4 separate regions of the Mus musculus genome follow, and regions 1, 2 and 3 are each linked to region 4. The links are chromatin contacts, called in public HiChIP or PLAC-seq and promoter capture Hi-C maps. All regions are on one chromosome and are shown on one strand. The core of a region is the stretch at or near the end of the contact, and the rest is flanking DNA. Distances in the headings are between cores, read along the strand shown.

Region 1 (3,515 bases), core at 351-2,850, 360 kb after region 4:
TCCTGCCAGATTGCTATCAAAGCACCACAGACATGTCTCTTATCCAGTTGAGTTAACTGAGTAATTGTGCAAACCGCTACCTTAGTGCAATATTGATCTCTTTTGCTTAGAAAGTGAATTCAGCGCAGCCTGGTCCCATCTTATATTCCATTACCTACCAGCATCTAATAGGAGCATAAAAAAGAACTTTACTGAATTAAATGTACACCTGAGCGTTGGGAGTCATTTTTGTCTGCTTCTGTAAAAGCCTGTCTGTTAGGCGGAGTCAAGGCAGGTCAGGCTGACAGATTTCCTGGCCTGCCAACGGCATGGAACAAAAAGCTACAACTGAGGCTCAAGGAGAGAGGCTGAACGTTCGATTAATCTTTGTGGAAGGAACAGGGAGGCCTCCGGATGGGAACAGATATCCATTCTCTGTCAGCCATTGTCTGTGCTAGTTTGTGACTTTGTTTCCCATGATACTGTAAAGTGTATTAAGGTTATGAGAAATACATTTGGGGCCAGTGTGGTTCAGGCCTGCAGCCCTCCGGATTTCTAACCTTTGTCTCTGAGTCTTCTTTTCGGTCTTATAATCATCCTCACTCCCCCACTAGAAGACTGTTCAACTCTGAACCAGCAGGACCTGTGCAAATGAGCCTAGTACATTTTTTAAATGTTAAATTTAACATGGTGTTATATTTCTTTTTTGAGGAAACTTTCAGATATCTTCCCTCAAGTACATAATGAAAATGAGTACCTTCAAATTTAAAATTTGTCAATGCTTTTCCCACCAGAAGGTACTTTCTATTCTGGCAATTTTAAACATGAAACCAACATTTCCCCCAGAGATGTCTCTAAAACTGCCATAAACAGTTAACACTTTTATCTCAAATAATTAGACGTTTCAGATACATAAATTTTTGTTGGAAAGGATTTTACAGTTTGCAAATAGAGCTCTAATTTGATCCTTCATCTCATCAATCTATTTGTATTAGTTTACACTTCACACTCCATCTTACTGGTATAGCTCAGGATGGTCTTGAATTTGCTATCCTTCTGCATGGCCAATACCTGGGCCATCTCGCCCGACTCAACCAATGTTGAGATTGGCCCTTCATTTATGGAAACCCGAAATGACACATATAAGGTACCACATTTAAAAAAAAATCAAAATTATATTAATCTTCCCTTTAGTAATTGCAGTAGAACATTCCTTCATGCCCGCGGGGTTTCGAGTTTCTTAGACATCAGGTCATGTGGCTTTCTGGAAAGCCTCTCTCTAACTCTGCGACACCCCCATTCCTGAGCAAGGACAGAAAGTGAGAGAGGACCGTCGCGACTTACTCCACAAATGCCCGGGAGCAGAGGCAAAGGATCTTGTACTCCTCCTCGCGGTCTTCAATGAAGAGCAGCATTTCGGCCACATGGTTCCACTTCTCGCAACACATTTCGTTATCCGGGCTCGCTCTGGTGTTGTCCGCGACTGGGCCGGGCGCTGTTGCTGAAGACAGAAAGGCGTAACTCGCGCGGGCAGAGGAGCGGAACGCGCCTGGGGACGCTCGAGCCGGGAGCCAGCCAGCCGCGCTACCGGAAGCAGCGACAGCAGCTACCGGAAGGGGCGGGGCGACCGACGGTCCTACACCCAATGTGGCTCGGCCTTCTTCCTCTCAGGCAGTTAAAGGAAACCGGCACTACCCGCGTGTCTGCTTCTCCCGGCTCTGCCGCCGACCAGCTGCCGAGGTCGCCGATTTCCTGTGACTTTCTTGTCAGGTGCGTCGAGCTCCCCATGGACTTCTCCATGCTGTTCTAGCCGGTAGCAGGCGTGGTGTCCTGGTCGCGGGGCCCGGAGCGGAAAGCCGGACTAGTTCCCGGCCTCTGCGCCTGCGCCGTGCAGTATATCTACAACTGCAGTATTCCTTCCTTTCATAACTCCTAAATTCAATATACCAGTCTAGATGTGAATTATAGATAGGCATGGTGGTATACACCTTTAATCTCAGACTTGGGAGGCAGAAGCAGACAGATCTCTCTGAGATCAAGGCCAGCTTAGTCTGCAGAGCAAGTCAGGTCCACACAGATGCTGTCTCAAAAATAACTAAATGTCTTACAGCATTATTGGAGAGAGTGACTAGAGTTAGACTATGATGCAGTAGAAGAGTAGTCATTAAAAGAGTAGGGGACTTTAACCAAAAGTAGAAGAGCATTTTTATATTGAAAAACAAAATCTTTGCAAGGTAATGTACATCAGAACCCGGAGAAAGAAGCTTGAACTCAAGGGGTTTTTGTTGTTTGTTTTCTTTTTATTGATAAGTGACACATGGGTGTGAGGAGAAGGCTTATTGGTTATTCGAGTTGGTTAAAGGGACAAAACATTCACGGGTGCATGAAAGTTGTCCTCCGCCTTCACATGCTCACTCATGCATCCTCCCCACAGGGTCAGGTGATTAAAAAAAAACATTTTAAAATTCTTTAAAAAGCCAATGGCATGTAATAATTTTACATATTTCTGGGTCACGGGGCAGCATTTCAGTGCATGTAGAAGATCATGAGAAGATACATTCATGAGAAGATCCGGGGAAACGATATATTTCTCACCTCAGACACTGTTTCTTTGTGTTGGGGCATTCAAACTGTTCTCTCTTAGCTGTTTTTGGATACTCACTTTGTAATCCAGTTTTCCTACTGTGCTTTAAAAGTTAAGTCTTCCTTTTGGCTATGCTCCACACCCACTAAATCACCATGTCTATATACTTCCCTGCACTTGTCCTGACTCGCTGTTAATCTTTGAGATTAACTTCCTTGTATGAGAGACTGATATGGCACCACCCAGAGTTAGTGTGAGACTTCCCACCTCCATTAACAACAGCAAAACCAACCAAACAACCTCACAGACATTCTCAGAGGTTTGTCTCTTAGGTGGTTCTAAACCCATAAGCTGACAGTCAAGAGTAGCAACAACAGTGTTGCTATCTATTCTTCATATGTTTGATAGCCAGTGACTATTCAAGCCCCCCTTTTAATGGGATTATTTGGGTTTTTTGACTACTTAGAAATAAATCTTTTGACTCTAGAAATAAATCTACTGTTCAACTAATAGTTTTTTTTTTTGTTTTTTGTTTTTTGTTTTTTGTTTTTGTTTTTTTTTTGTTTTTTTTGCTTTGGATGTCTGTTCTTTGGAGGGCATAGTTTCCCCTATATTTTCTTTTAATACTTTAAAGGGCAAAATAACATTGCTGCCTTTGTTTAAAAGAAATTGGTGGCAAGAGCGTGGGTTTATTTTTATATTCTGTTTGGTTTCCTTGGTCTACATGTCTTCATGACAGTTCCATGTTCTGGTTACATTGAAGGTGGGTATGGTAATGCCTTCAGCATTATTCTAGGGCTCGGGGTTGCTTTGGACATTTCGTCTTTTGTGTCTCCATGTGAGTTTGGGGATTGTTCTAGTTCTATGAATGTATTTTTCTATTTCTGTGAAATGTCTGATTTTTTTATTAGAATTTTGCTGAATCCAAATACCGTTTTGACTAGTATGCACA
Region 2 (3,593 bases), core at 8-2,507, 330 kb after region 4:
ATTAGCAGCCACCCATCCCCTGAACTACATATGGAATAGAATTCAGTTTTGATACTATGGATTGAGCCCAGGGACTTATACATACTAATACAATCTACCACTTAGCTATACTTTCAGCCTCCTATAGAAAAAACTTTAAAAGCCAAAGAGAATACAGATGTTTGAAATAAAATAGGTATTATTAGGATATACATCTCAAAGAGCTAGAGAGGGTGGGGTTATCCTAGAGAAGGGTCAGGAGTTGTCTGGTGGATGGCTACAGGTGTATCTTATTTTTATGTGTATGGATTAGTATTCTGCACAAATGTCTGTGTACCTGTGTATGAATGTGCAGTACCTGAAGAGGCCAGAAGAGGGTGTTATACCCAGTTTTGAGCATGTGGGTGCTGGGAATTAAAGCCTAGCTCCTAAAGAGCAGCCAGTGCTCTTAGTTGCTGGGCCTCCTCTCCAGCCACCACGTTTACTCTAACACAATTGTAGGGAGGCTGCTCAGTGTTACCCTGTTATGTGAATCAGCATGAACATGATCTAAGTGCTTAATCTGAACTGAAGAGTCTAAGTGCTGCAGTTTTGTGTGGTTTTGAAAGCAAATGAAGAAAGGGTTACTACACCACAAGGGCTGAGGGGCCTGTTCTCATTATCTTATGCTCTCACACAGATTTCAAATATAAACGGTGTCTGAACCTGCTGCATGCAGCTCTCCTTAGATAACTGATATATTGAGAGGCATCCCTCTCTACTACATAGGCTTACACCTTTAAATGAAGTTTTCATGTTTGCCATGTGTGGTGACTGCAAAACCAGTGCTGCCTGGGCTTGAGACTTAAGGGAGAGAAATGAAGGCAAACAGCAGGGAACAGGAAGCAGCAGCAGCAGCAGCAAGACACAATTCAAACGGTGGTCTCTCCGCGCCAGACCCAAGGCCCTGGCTTTGTGTGGTTTTGATAGATACCTATTTCTGTAGGTCGCAATTTCTGATTAATACCTATTTCCACAGAGCCTCTCACAAAAAGATGTTTTGAACAAATTAGTTCTGGTTTTACAGTGAGTGTATGATAGCAAAGGACGCATGATCTAGAATGACTCCACAAGGAAAAGGGGAACGAGAGGTCAAGGAAATAGGAAACCCAGAAAAAGATTTCCCCAGCTTAAAAAAAAAAAAAAAATCAATGGGTACCATCTCCTACACAAACGATTCCTAAGCCAGGCTCTATCTGCATACTCAGCTTGGCAGTCAGTAGGACATAGCATAACCTCTCTGAAATGGAATTTAATGTCTGCTAAAGATACATTTATGAATTCAGACAGCAGATTCATAACCAACTCTTCACACTCTTTCAAGCTTTTATTACTCAATCTTTTTTCATTTTAAAAACCTCACACAGATATATTTTCTCTCTTAAAAAAAAAAGTGACTTCCCATTGCAGTTCATTCCATCTACACTTCGTACCAAGTCATTTCCTTTATCATTTTCTAGCCTCATTACTCCCTCTAGAGGCAGAAAACATGAAGGACTAGGCAGTTTAGTACTGTGTGCTTGTGTTTATATGAGTACTCACATACAAGTGGGACACAAGGGAGTGGGGTACATGCTGTGTGGAGGCCAGAGGTTGATAGCAGGTGTCTTCCTTTGTTTACCAATTGAACCATCTTCCCAGTTTCTACAAGTCTAATTCTGACAAGTTTTAAGCACAAAAACAAAAGTAAAAAGCAAGCTAATTTTTCTTTGTGTCAAAAGAAATTTAATCACTAAATTTTCATACTGAAATGTGGCTTCTAGCCAGGCAATGTTGGCACACACCTTTAATATCAATTCTGGGAATTACAGGCAGGTAGGCAGGTGGATCTCTGAGTTTGAGGCCAGCCTGGTCTACAATCAGGGCATGGAAAACCCTATTTGGGGAGGGTGTGTGTGTGTGTGTGTTTTCCCATTGCTACAAAATACCCAAGTGAGTTTGTCTGCATGTACTAGGACTACACAGATCATACAGCCTCTTAGGAGACAGCTTTGGAGTATCGTGGGTGCCTAAGTCTAGAAAGTAGTTACACAAGGAATATGTTCAATGTGAAGGCTGATGTTGGAAACTCACAGCTCCAAAGAATGCAAGTGACATTCATATACACTGTCTTGGGAAGCTTAATGCTGGGACAAGTAGATTATAAATAGATGACAGAAGGGAAGCCAGAGTTTACATTTCCTCTACTTCAGTCTAAGTGCTAGCTTTTCACGTACTCCTTTTATAACCCAGAGAATCTCAACTATGGAGCACACTAGAACTACTTGGAAAGCTAGAACAATTTATGCTTGGGCCTCACCCTGGAAAATATACCAGACAATTTTTGTCAGTAGGTCAGCATTATCCTGAGTGGGCCAGTGGTTGGAGAAATCTATTCAACTAAAACTATGAGAGTCTTAGATAAGACAGAGAAAACACAGGTAAAATACACACACCTAACTTTATAAGGAATGAATAGCCATGAGTTGAAGGGACAGACTGGGAGATTAGGAAGGAGAAAGTAAAGTCTAACACACTAAAATCACAGAGGGCCAGCATGATGTAAACAGGTGTTCCAGTAAAAGAACAAGAGACGTGAGGACAGTGAAACTGTTCTGGTTTAAGCTAAAGGACACTTGCTTCCTTCTTTTTTTCTCCTTACTACTCACAGGAACCCTCCTGATTCTGCCGAGTACTGGAATTATGAACCTCTACACCTTCCTAAGATCTCGTCTCTTTAACTGAGTTACTATTTTCCAAAATACAGAAAGGCAGGCCTTGGATGGTTGCCATGCAGCACCTGTAACATGACATAACTGGTCATCCTGTCAATCCATCTTCATAAAACCCTAGTGATATCATCTCCTTCTCAGGAGCTGTGGTGGTGGAGGGATGTAAGACATCAGTTAGGGACTTCTCACAGCAGGTTCTCTGGTAAGGCAATTAATTACCCATTAAGTAGAGGTGTACAGAATTTCCTTAGTAATGGCTTACCTGGTCAATATCAGCATTTCTTGGAAGAAAATAAACAATATTATTAGTGATCTTCTGGGAAAGCCTGAAAATTTCAAAGGTGAAGAACAGTTAAGGGTAAGAAGTTAAATTTCTGAGTGAAGAGATGCTCATTACTTGTCACTAACCAAGTACACTTTTGTAAGCAACAAAAAGGTACATATTTAAAATCCAAAACATCAGATACATGATTTGGAATCCAGCAACAACAGCACCCTGGTAGGTTAAAGGATGTAGCTGCTTTAGTATAAGGCACTGTGAGGTGAAGATCATTACCCAGAGACCTGAGGTTCCTACTAATCTCAAATAATAAATACATCTGTTTCTTCTCAATGCAAGTTCTGTAGCACTGTAAGATCTGTATATCTTGGGCATTTGGCTGTGCAGCATGAATTCATGTACCATTAATCAGCAGCCATCCTGTCAACCATTTCATAAAACCCTAGGAACCCACTTTCTTTTCTTCATTCTGCAGGAACTATGGCTGATCTCTTGCTTTATAACAGCAAAATTAAATAGTAACAAAGGTCTAGATACAGCTATAGATAGTACACCTATTGATCACCCAACACATAATTGTTATA
Region 3 (3,274 bases), core at 207-2,706, 310 kb after region 4:
GGCTGTGGTCACGGGCATGCACTCATGATCCACCTCCCCATGGTATCTTCTTCCTCCCCTCTTCTCCTTGTCCCTGGCCCAGCCCCAAGCCTGGGAACCTTTACTCCACCCCCTCTCTTCTAGCCAGCCCAAGCTGTATCTTTATTAACCAATCAGGGATGACTTAGAAGCAGGGTGAGAGGGGCAAAGTATATATAACAAAAGCTAGTATATATGCTCTACACTGGAGCAACCAGGTCTTGGGGTACTGAATTTATCATTTGAATATAAGCAGTATCAGATCAACCTCCCACATATTTGCAACTGAATACCTGTGGAGTCCAGAGGCACTGAATTCTCTGGAGCTGGAGTTAAGAGGTGTTTGTAAGCTACCTGACACAGGTGCTAGGAACCAAACTCAGGTCCTCTGGAAGAGAGAGGAGAACCTAGTCACTGAGCCATCTCTCTAGCCCTGAAAAGACTGTTCTTGTTTGTTTGTTTGTTTGTTTATGCTGGGGTTTGAAGGCAGGTCTCCCTCCTGCTGAGTCAATGTAGTACAAACCCATACAGCTGGAAAGTTTTAATGCAGTGGTGCTGCTAAGGAGCTGGAAGATGGGTAGGGAACAGCCCCCATAGTTAGGAGGCATGGTAGAAACAGATGGCAGAGTTGAGAGTGACCAAACGATCAGTGTGAACCCAGTGGAGAAAGATGGTTTGTCAGTTGTTTACCAATTAATTATACTGGTAAAATACCAGCAAAAGTGAAAAACCAAGAATTTGGGACTGACAGAGATGGTTCAATGGGTATAGTATTTGATGAGTAAGCATGAAGACCCAATTTGCTCCTTAGCACCCACGTAAAAGCCAGGCTATGACAGTGCTGGCAAGCAGGGAAAGGAGGTCCCAGGTACTCACTGGCTAGCAAGTCATCGTCAGCAAACTCCAGGCTTGCTAAGAGACCTGTGTCAAAAAACGAAGCTGGATGGAATGGGAGAAGATAGCTGTGGCTTGATGTCGGCCTGCACCTTTGCAAACAGGGGTGCACACTTATGCATACACATCCGTGTCCTCCGCCTCCTCGTTCGCACTCACTTACACTTACACATCCGTGCCCCCCACCTCCTCGTGCACACTTACTTACGCATACATATCTGTGTCCCCTACCTCCTCACCTAGAATTTGTTTTGGTCAATCAAGTTGTCTTAGTTACGGTTTCTATTCCTATGAAGAGACAGCATGGCTATGGAAACCCTATAAAGGAAAACATTTACTTGGGATTGGCTTACAGCTCAGAGGTTTTAGTCTATTATCAGGGAGAGAAGCATGGTGGCATGTAGGCAGACACAGTGCTGGAGAAGGAGCTGAGAGTTCTGTATCTTGATCTGTAGGCAACAGAAAGAGACTGTGACACACTGGCCAGACTTGAACTTCTGAGACCTCAAGGTCCACCCCTATAGTGACACACTTCCTCAAACAAGGCCACATCTCCTAATAGTGCCTCTCCTTATGAGGCTTTGGGGGCCTATTTTATTCAAGCCACGTAACTGGTATGGTATTGGTTTTCTGTTGCTGTGTAACGATGATTTCAAACTCCGCAGGTTAAATCATCTGTCTCCATTTAAGGACCAGGCCTGATTTCCTAAAAGGCCGTAAGGCACCAGCTTCAGGATCAGACCATAACACCCAGAACAAGATCATAAAATGCCTCCTCAAAGAACAGCCTGGGGATAACCACAAAAATGGGGAACTATCTCAGAATGCGCCATCTGTGCTGGGCAGCCCTATTTCATCACATGGTTGAACATTCATGACATAGGAATGCAGACTACCGATCACCCGTGACCTCCTAGCATCTACCAATGACATTTTCAATTACCTAATCCTTCTAGAGAGTCCTCCCCTGCCCCCATTCCCTATAAGAAGGCCTGTGTGCCTTTGTCTGGGGTCACCATTTCAGAGAATGGCTGACCCCCGCATGCTGGTTGTTTCTGCAGGATAAACACTATTTGTTTTTGCCTACTTGGTCTTCCTTCAGTGATAGGACCCTTACATAAGTTTGAGTCCAGTCCAGAACACCTACATAGTGAAATGTTGTCTCAAAATAACAACAAGGAGCCCTGAAGAAACCATAAGAGCAAAAGAACAACAAGAAATCTTGAAAGCTTTTTGAAAAAGTTCAGTTCTGGAGAGATGAACGACGACTGTGCCAAACTCGTTTACTTTTTCTCCAAGGTGAGAGCATGGGGCCACTCCAAGAAAGAACATATTTTCTAGTATTGGTATCCATGTTTGTGCAGTGAGGTACAGAGACCAACAGTCTGCCACAAGGGCTGCAGTACTGGACTAGAACTCGGAGGAACCTCTTCAACTCCTTTGGCTGTCTTAGGTAGGCGCTCAAGGTTGAACAAGATGTCCACAGGACAATTCAGATGTACTGGCTCTAGAGAGATGGGGCAGACATCAATCATACTCCATTTAACCATGAAGATGTATCCAGTCCCTTAAAAAGAGCTGATAGTGCCATATGTACCATAGTATAAGGCAGATTCTTAGGAGCTGTTCACATTGTAAACAGATGTGCTTCCATGGTCTCAATGGTCACAAAACAAAAACAAAATGTCCATACACTGATATACCGACTGGATATTATATGCTTGGCCAGTCTTCCTCAGAGAATCATTTGGCTTTCAAAATTGCCTTATATATGTTGAATATCTTCAGATATATGCATCCATTTCACTTTAAATATTTCTTTAGGGTAGACTTTCTGGAGTTAGACACAAGGTGAGTGATTCAGACAAGATCAAGGGCAAAGGCCAAGTAGACAGGATTATGTAGATCAAGTCAGTGACCAAAGGAGCAATAGAAATTGACGGGGGGGAACTCAACTCAAACCACGCACCAGAAGCGCAGGGTATTGCTCAGCTGCCTGGGCTTCAGGCCAGTGCTGGAGGCGAGCTGTCCACAGGTCTCCATTCTATTTGTTTACTGCTTTGCTTAACAAATGACACAGGATGAACTGATAACAGGATAGCCCATGACCAAAGAAAACTGTTTCTACTTCAACAGGCCAGTCCTGGAGGTGACAATTCTTACACTGTTCATCGTGAGTTACAAACTGACATTTGAAGGTTGTTTTCATTGGAATTGTGAACCATGAATGCTTGATAAGCCTATGCATTTAATATATATTAATTTTGGGAGAAGAAAAGATTTCTTTTTGCATACTAGCATTTCTTTGTAAAAGTGACTAAGTATTTCAGTGTATTTATTAGAAACACAATGTAAAGAAAAT
Region 4 (3,255 bases), core at 392-2,891:
TCTCTTCATGTCTCCCACAGAGCTCCGCTTGATCGTTCATGCATATAATAATCTCGACAATCTGATACGAACACAATTCACACTGCGTCCTGATCATGAGATTCTGTTGTTTCATTATCATCAGCCAGAAATTCTTTTAAAAAGTATCCACACAAAACAGGCATCAAATTTGCTGCTTCAGGCTATTCCCGTTTTACTGCTTTTTATTCTGGATACTAAATGCACTATAAACATGGTTTTCCTAATGTCACCTCCTTCGTATGAATTCCTGTGTTAACAGAAAAGGAAGAGGAAATGTCAATTTACATGGAGGAGTGTGGCTGAAGGACAAGATGGAGTGCCCTGCTAAAGAGGCCTTATCTGTTTACTTTTTGAAGGTGCAGGAGTGAACAACTGTTACAACACTGTACTACTTCCAAGATGACATTCAGAAAGAAAACCAGCCTGAGGGAAGACTGCAAACCTACAGCACATCTGAGAAATAGTGCTAAAATCTACTCTAAAGGGCAAACTGCTTACCAAAAAAGTTCCTGATTTCCCACTCTTCGCAGCTTTGATCCGCAGTGGGGGAAGGGCACGTTACTGAACAAGTCCAGGCCCCCCAGGCTTCTCAGAGTCTGGTCTGTGAGTGTTAAATCCGGAAACAGAAATACAGCACACCATAAACCTGGGTACAGAGTACCAGGGACAAAATGTCAAAGTACACATCACAGGGATCTGAGAGGTCGGAGACGAATCTCCAAGAATGTAACTCCCGGACCGCACCGCCTTCCGAGGTGCCGCGCCGCAGAATCGGACGGTGGAGGGCGGGCACAGGTAAACACCACAAAAGGGGCTGGGAAGGAAGGGGGCGGCGTAGAGCGGGGACCTGGGGAGGGCAAGGAGGGGAGTGACACAATCCGGGGTGCCCAGACCTGCATGGGGTCACCTTCCGCTGCCCCGGCCGGACGAATCGCGTGGCGTGAGTAGCGGCAGGAGCATGCCGCGCCGCGGAGGGTTTGGCGCCACGAACTAGGGTCTGCCCTCGGCGCAGTGCTGTCCCGGGCCTGCTGTCCAGGGAGGGAGGGGCCGGAGACCACTCACCACAGGCCACCACTCAGCCAGCACCCGGGCCGGCTGCAGTTCCAAACACGTCAGTGGCTCACGCAGCAGGACCTTAAGTAGCGCGCACCCCAACGTGCTGCCCCCGCGCCCCCCGTTCCAGCTTGTCCAATCCACGCACGCCGCTGCCAGATTGACAGGCGCGCGGAACTCTGTGAGGTTGGGGCGGGCTCAGTTCGCTCCGCCCCCGGGCAGCGGGAGGAGGGCTCAAGCAGGAGGAGCGGGTGGGACGGCGTGAGACCCCGCCTTCTCCCCGCCCCACCGCGCCCCCCGCCCTTCAGCATCGCTCTTACCACTTCGGCCTGATGGGCAGCCACGTCAACCAATGAGCTCATCTGGACCCGGCGGCGGCCGCTCGGACTGGCCAGGCCCTGGGCGGAGCGTGAGGAGGGCGGGCACCTCGGCGGGCGGGGGCCAGGGCGGGCCGGCGGGCGGGCGCGGGGCGGGGGCGGGGGCGGCGGCCGAGCGGGCGGGGGGGGGGGTGGGGGGGGGTAGGAGGCGGCGGTGGGCGCGACGTCGGCGGCTGCGGCGGCGGCGGCGGCGGCGGCGGCAGCTGCAAGTTGAGCTGCAGGGGCAGCGCATACACTACAATGGCTGCTGGAAAGAGGCGTAAGGAAACAATTTCCAGGCCCGCCGCGTCCAGCCCGAAATATGAGAAAAAAATTATTAGAAATTCCGCGGGCGGTGTAAAGGCGGCGGACGGGCCGGAGGGAGGATGTTAAAGCTCCGCGGTGAGTTCTCCGGGGGTCCGGGGCGGCGGGGAGGCGTTTAGCGGGAGGAATATCAGGGTTATTTAAATTATGGGACTAGCCGAGGGGGCAGAGGAGCCGCGGCGGCGGCAGGAGGAGGAAAAGTTTGTGCTACTCCCAGCCCCTGCTCAGGACCCCAGAGAGAAAAATAATAATAAAAAATCAAATAAAATCGTGCGGCGGGGCTGCAAGGACTCCCGAGGTCGCTGCTGACAGGGCAGGGGGCGACGCGACTGGGGACCCGAAGGTGAGGTCGGTGGGAAAAAAAAAACCCTTTTATTCAGGGTCTGGAAAGTTTGAAAAGTTTTCCTCCTCCTCCTCCTCCTCCTCTCTGGTGCTGTGAATATTGTGACAGCGGCAGCGGCAGCAGAGAGAGCGGAAGACATTAGAGACCCGAAAAATAAGGGAAAAATTAATATAAATTCGGTTTTGAGAGGAAACTCTCCGCGTTTTCCACCAAAACATCCCGGGGGAAGGTCGCTTCCCAGAGGGCCTGGCGGAGACCCGCGGTCGGCAATATTTGGGGGGTACTGGGAGTGACTTGGGGTAACTTTGCCCCCTTTTCCGAAGAGGTTTTTCTTTTCTGGAGAAATGCATTTGTTTTTGCCCTCCTGCCCAGGTGGGAGAGCCGAGTCGGGGTGCGGGGTCCGCGGGGCGCCGGACCCAGCCGGGTGGCGACGGGGGCGTAGGGGGAGGGGGTGCTAAATGAAAGCAGGAGATCGGGACGGAGCAGGGACAGCTTGTTGTCAGTATCATAAACAACCAAAATGGAGGGAGAACTCAGGCATATAACCAAATAAAAATTGTTAAAAAATCGCAAAAAATCCCTAAAAATCCGGGATGCGCCCCCCTTTCTCGCCAAAGGTAAAAGTGTGAACCGCCTTTCCCCTGAAGTCCATTTGGACTTTGCAGGGACCAAGGAGTTAATATTTATTTATTTTTTAAAACTTTCGAAGGGCAAAAGCCTTTTATAACTCCACCGACAATGAGAAAACGTGAAAATCCAATGCAAGAGAAGCAGGGGGAGGGAGGGGGAGGTGGTAGTGCAGAAACTACTAAACTTATTGGTAATGTGGACTGATCTGAGATAAGATAAACACTATATTTGCTATTTTATAACTCCCTTTTAATGATCTGTGAGGAGGTTGCTTTTTGGGGTAGGAAAAAAAGTGATGCCATTTTCTTAATAGAGTTAATATGTGTGATTGGAAGAATAAACCTTTCCGGCTTTAGATTGCATTTTCGTCGCATTTATGCCTCGGGTTTTGTTAGTGGCTCCCTCCTTTCTTTAAGCTGGGCTCTCCAGAGGAGGGGTGGAAAGGTGCTGTTGCCCAGAGAGACTGGAGGGCAAGACTGGCGAACCTTCTGGGGAGGGGTGGGGAGTTGTTTGGTTTCTCCCTTCCTG

What was found. Promoter capture Hi-C pulls out the DNA fragments that hold promoters and counts their contacts. HiChIP or PLAC-seq counts read pairs in DNA pulled down with a chosen protein or histone mark.
Region 1: a promoter capture Hi-C map of pre-B cells shows a contact between it and region 4. The contact joins the promoter of Tmem68 here to the promoter of Plag1 in region 4. A contact is called at or near these places in 17 of 39 promoter capture datasets (the 3T3-L1 cell line, 3T3-L1-derived adipocytes, the C10 cell line and 12 more), 1 of 15 datasets of contacts at CTCF or cohesin (embryonic stem cells), 10 of 484 Hi-C or Micro-C datasets (CD4 T cells, CD8 T cells, bone marrow-derived macrophages and 6 more), 15 of 115 datasets of contacts at active chromatin or transcription factors (the 230-238 cell line, the SCID.adh cell line, bone marrow-derived macrophages and 8 more) and 2 of 9 other capture datasets (adipose tissue and liver).
Region 2: a contact with region 4 is called in an H3K4me3 HiChIP or PLAC-seq map of bone marrow-derived macrophages, with 4 times the contacts expected there. The contact joins the enhancer-like site here to the promoter of Plag1 in region 4. A contact is called at or near these places in 15 of 39 promoter capture datasets (the 3T3-L1 cell line, 3T3-L1-derived adipocytes, the C10 cell line and 10 more), 4 of 15 datasets of contacts at CTCF or cohesin (embryonic stem cells, large pre-B cells, pro-B cells and 1 more), 101 of 484 Hi-C or Micro-C datasets (the 3T3-L1 cell line, the 63-12 cell line, B cells and 56 more), 15 of 115 datasets of contacts at active chromatin or transcription factors (the 230-238 cell line, the NIH/3T3 cell line, astrocytes and 6 more) and 4 of 9 other capture datasets (adipose tissue, embryonic stem cells, liver and 1 more).
Region 3: a contact with region 4 is called in a promoter capture Hi-C map of pre-B cells. The contact joins the enhancer-like site here to the promoter of Plag1 in region 4. A contact is called at or near these places in 11 of 39 promoter capture datasets (the 3T3-L1 cell line, the C10 cell line, the HPC-7 cell line and 9 more), 1 of 15 datasets of contacts at CTCF or cohesin (large pre-B cells), 24 of 484 Hi-C or Micro-C datasets (B cells, the BV-2 cell line, the CH12 cell line and 15 more), 9 of 115 datasets of contacts at active chromatin or transcription factors (the 230-238 cell line, the NIH/3T3 cell line, bone marrow-derived macrophages and 4 more) and 3 of 9 other capture datasets (adipose tissue, embryonic stem cells and liver).

What each region holds. Positions count from the first base shown.
Region 1 is chr4:3,572,938-3,576,452 of GRCm38.p6, reverse strand. It overlaps Tmem68 (transmembrane protein 68), which reads left to right and starts at 1,600. Exons shown (of 8, transcript NM_028097.4): 1 at 1,600-1,749. Tgs1 (trimethylguanosine synthase 1) reads right to left here and starts at 1,574. Exons shown (of 13, transcript NM_054089.4): 1 at 1,324-1,574. The coding sequence starts at 1,427.
Region 2 is chr4:3,605,300-3,608,892 of GRCm38.p6, reverse strand. It overlaps Tgs1 (trimethylguanosine synthase 1), which reads right to left. Exons shown (of 13, transcript NM_054089.4): 12 at 2,992-3,070. Among named protein-coding and RNA genes, the nearest start is that of Tgs1, 32 kb to the right of the region's middle. Within about 2 kb of position 1,257, at least 8 of the 459 cell types and tissues checked have an H3K27ac peak or open chromatin away from gene starts, as enhancers often do. A contact at or near this core is called in B cells, bone marrow-derived macrophages and stem cell-derived neural stem cells, where this site is marked.
Region 3 is chr4:3,625,348-3,628,621 of GRCm38.p6, reverse strand. No RefSeq gene overlaps it. Among named protein-coding and RNA genes, the nearest start is that of 2210414B05Rik, 30 kb to the left of the region's middle. Within about 2 kb of position 1,456, at least 101 of the 459 cell types and tissues checked have an H3K27ac peak or open chromatin away from gene starts, as enhancers often do. A contact at or near this core is called in B cells, the BV-2 cell line, the CH12 cell line and 10 more, where this site is marked.
Region 4 is chr4:3,936,791-3,940,045 of GRCm38.p6, reverse strand. Plag1 (pleiomorphic adenoma gene 1) reads left to right here and starts at 1,641. Exons shown (of 6, transcript NM_019969.3): 1 at 1,641-1,832. It overlaps Chchd7 (coiled-coil-helix-coiled-coil-helix domain containing 7), which reads right to left and starts at 1,158. Exons shown (of 5, transcript NM_181391.4): 1 at 915-1,158; 2 at 520-667.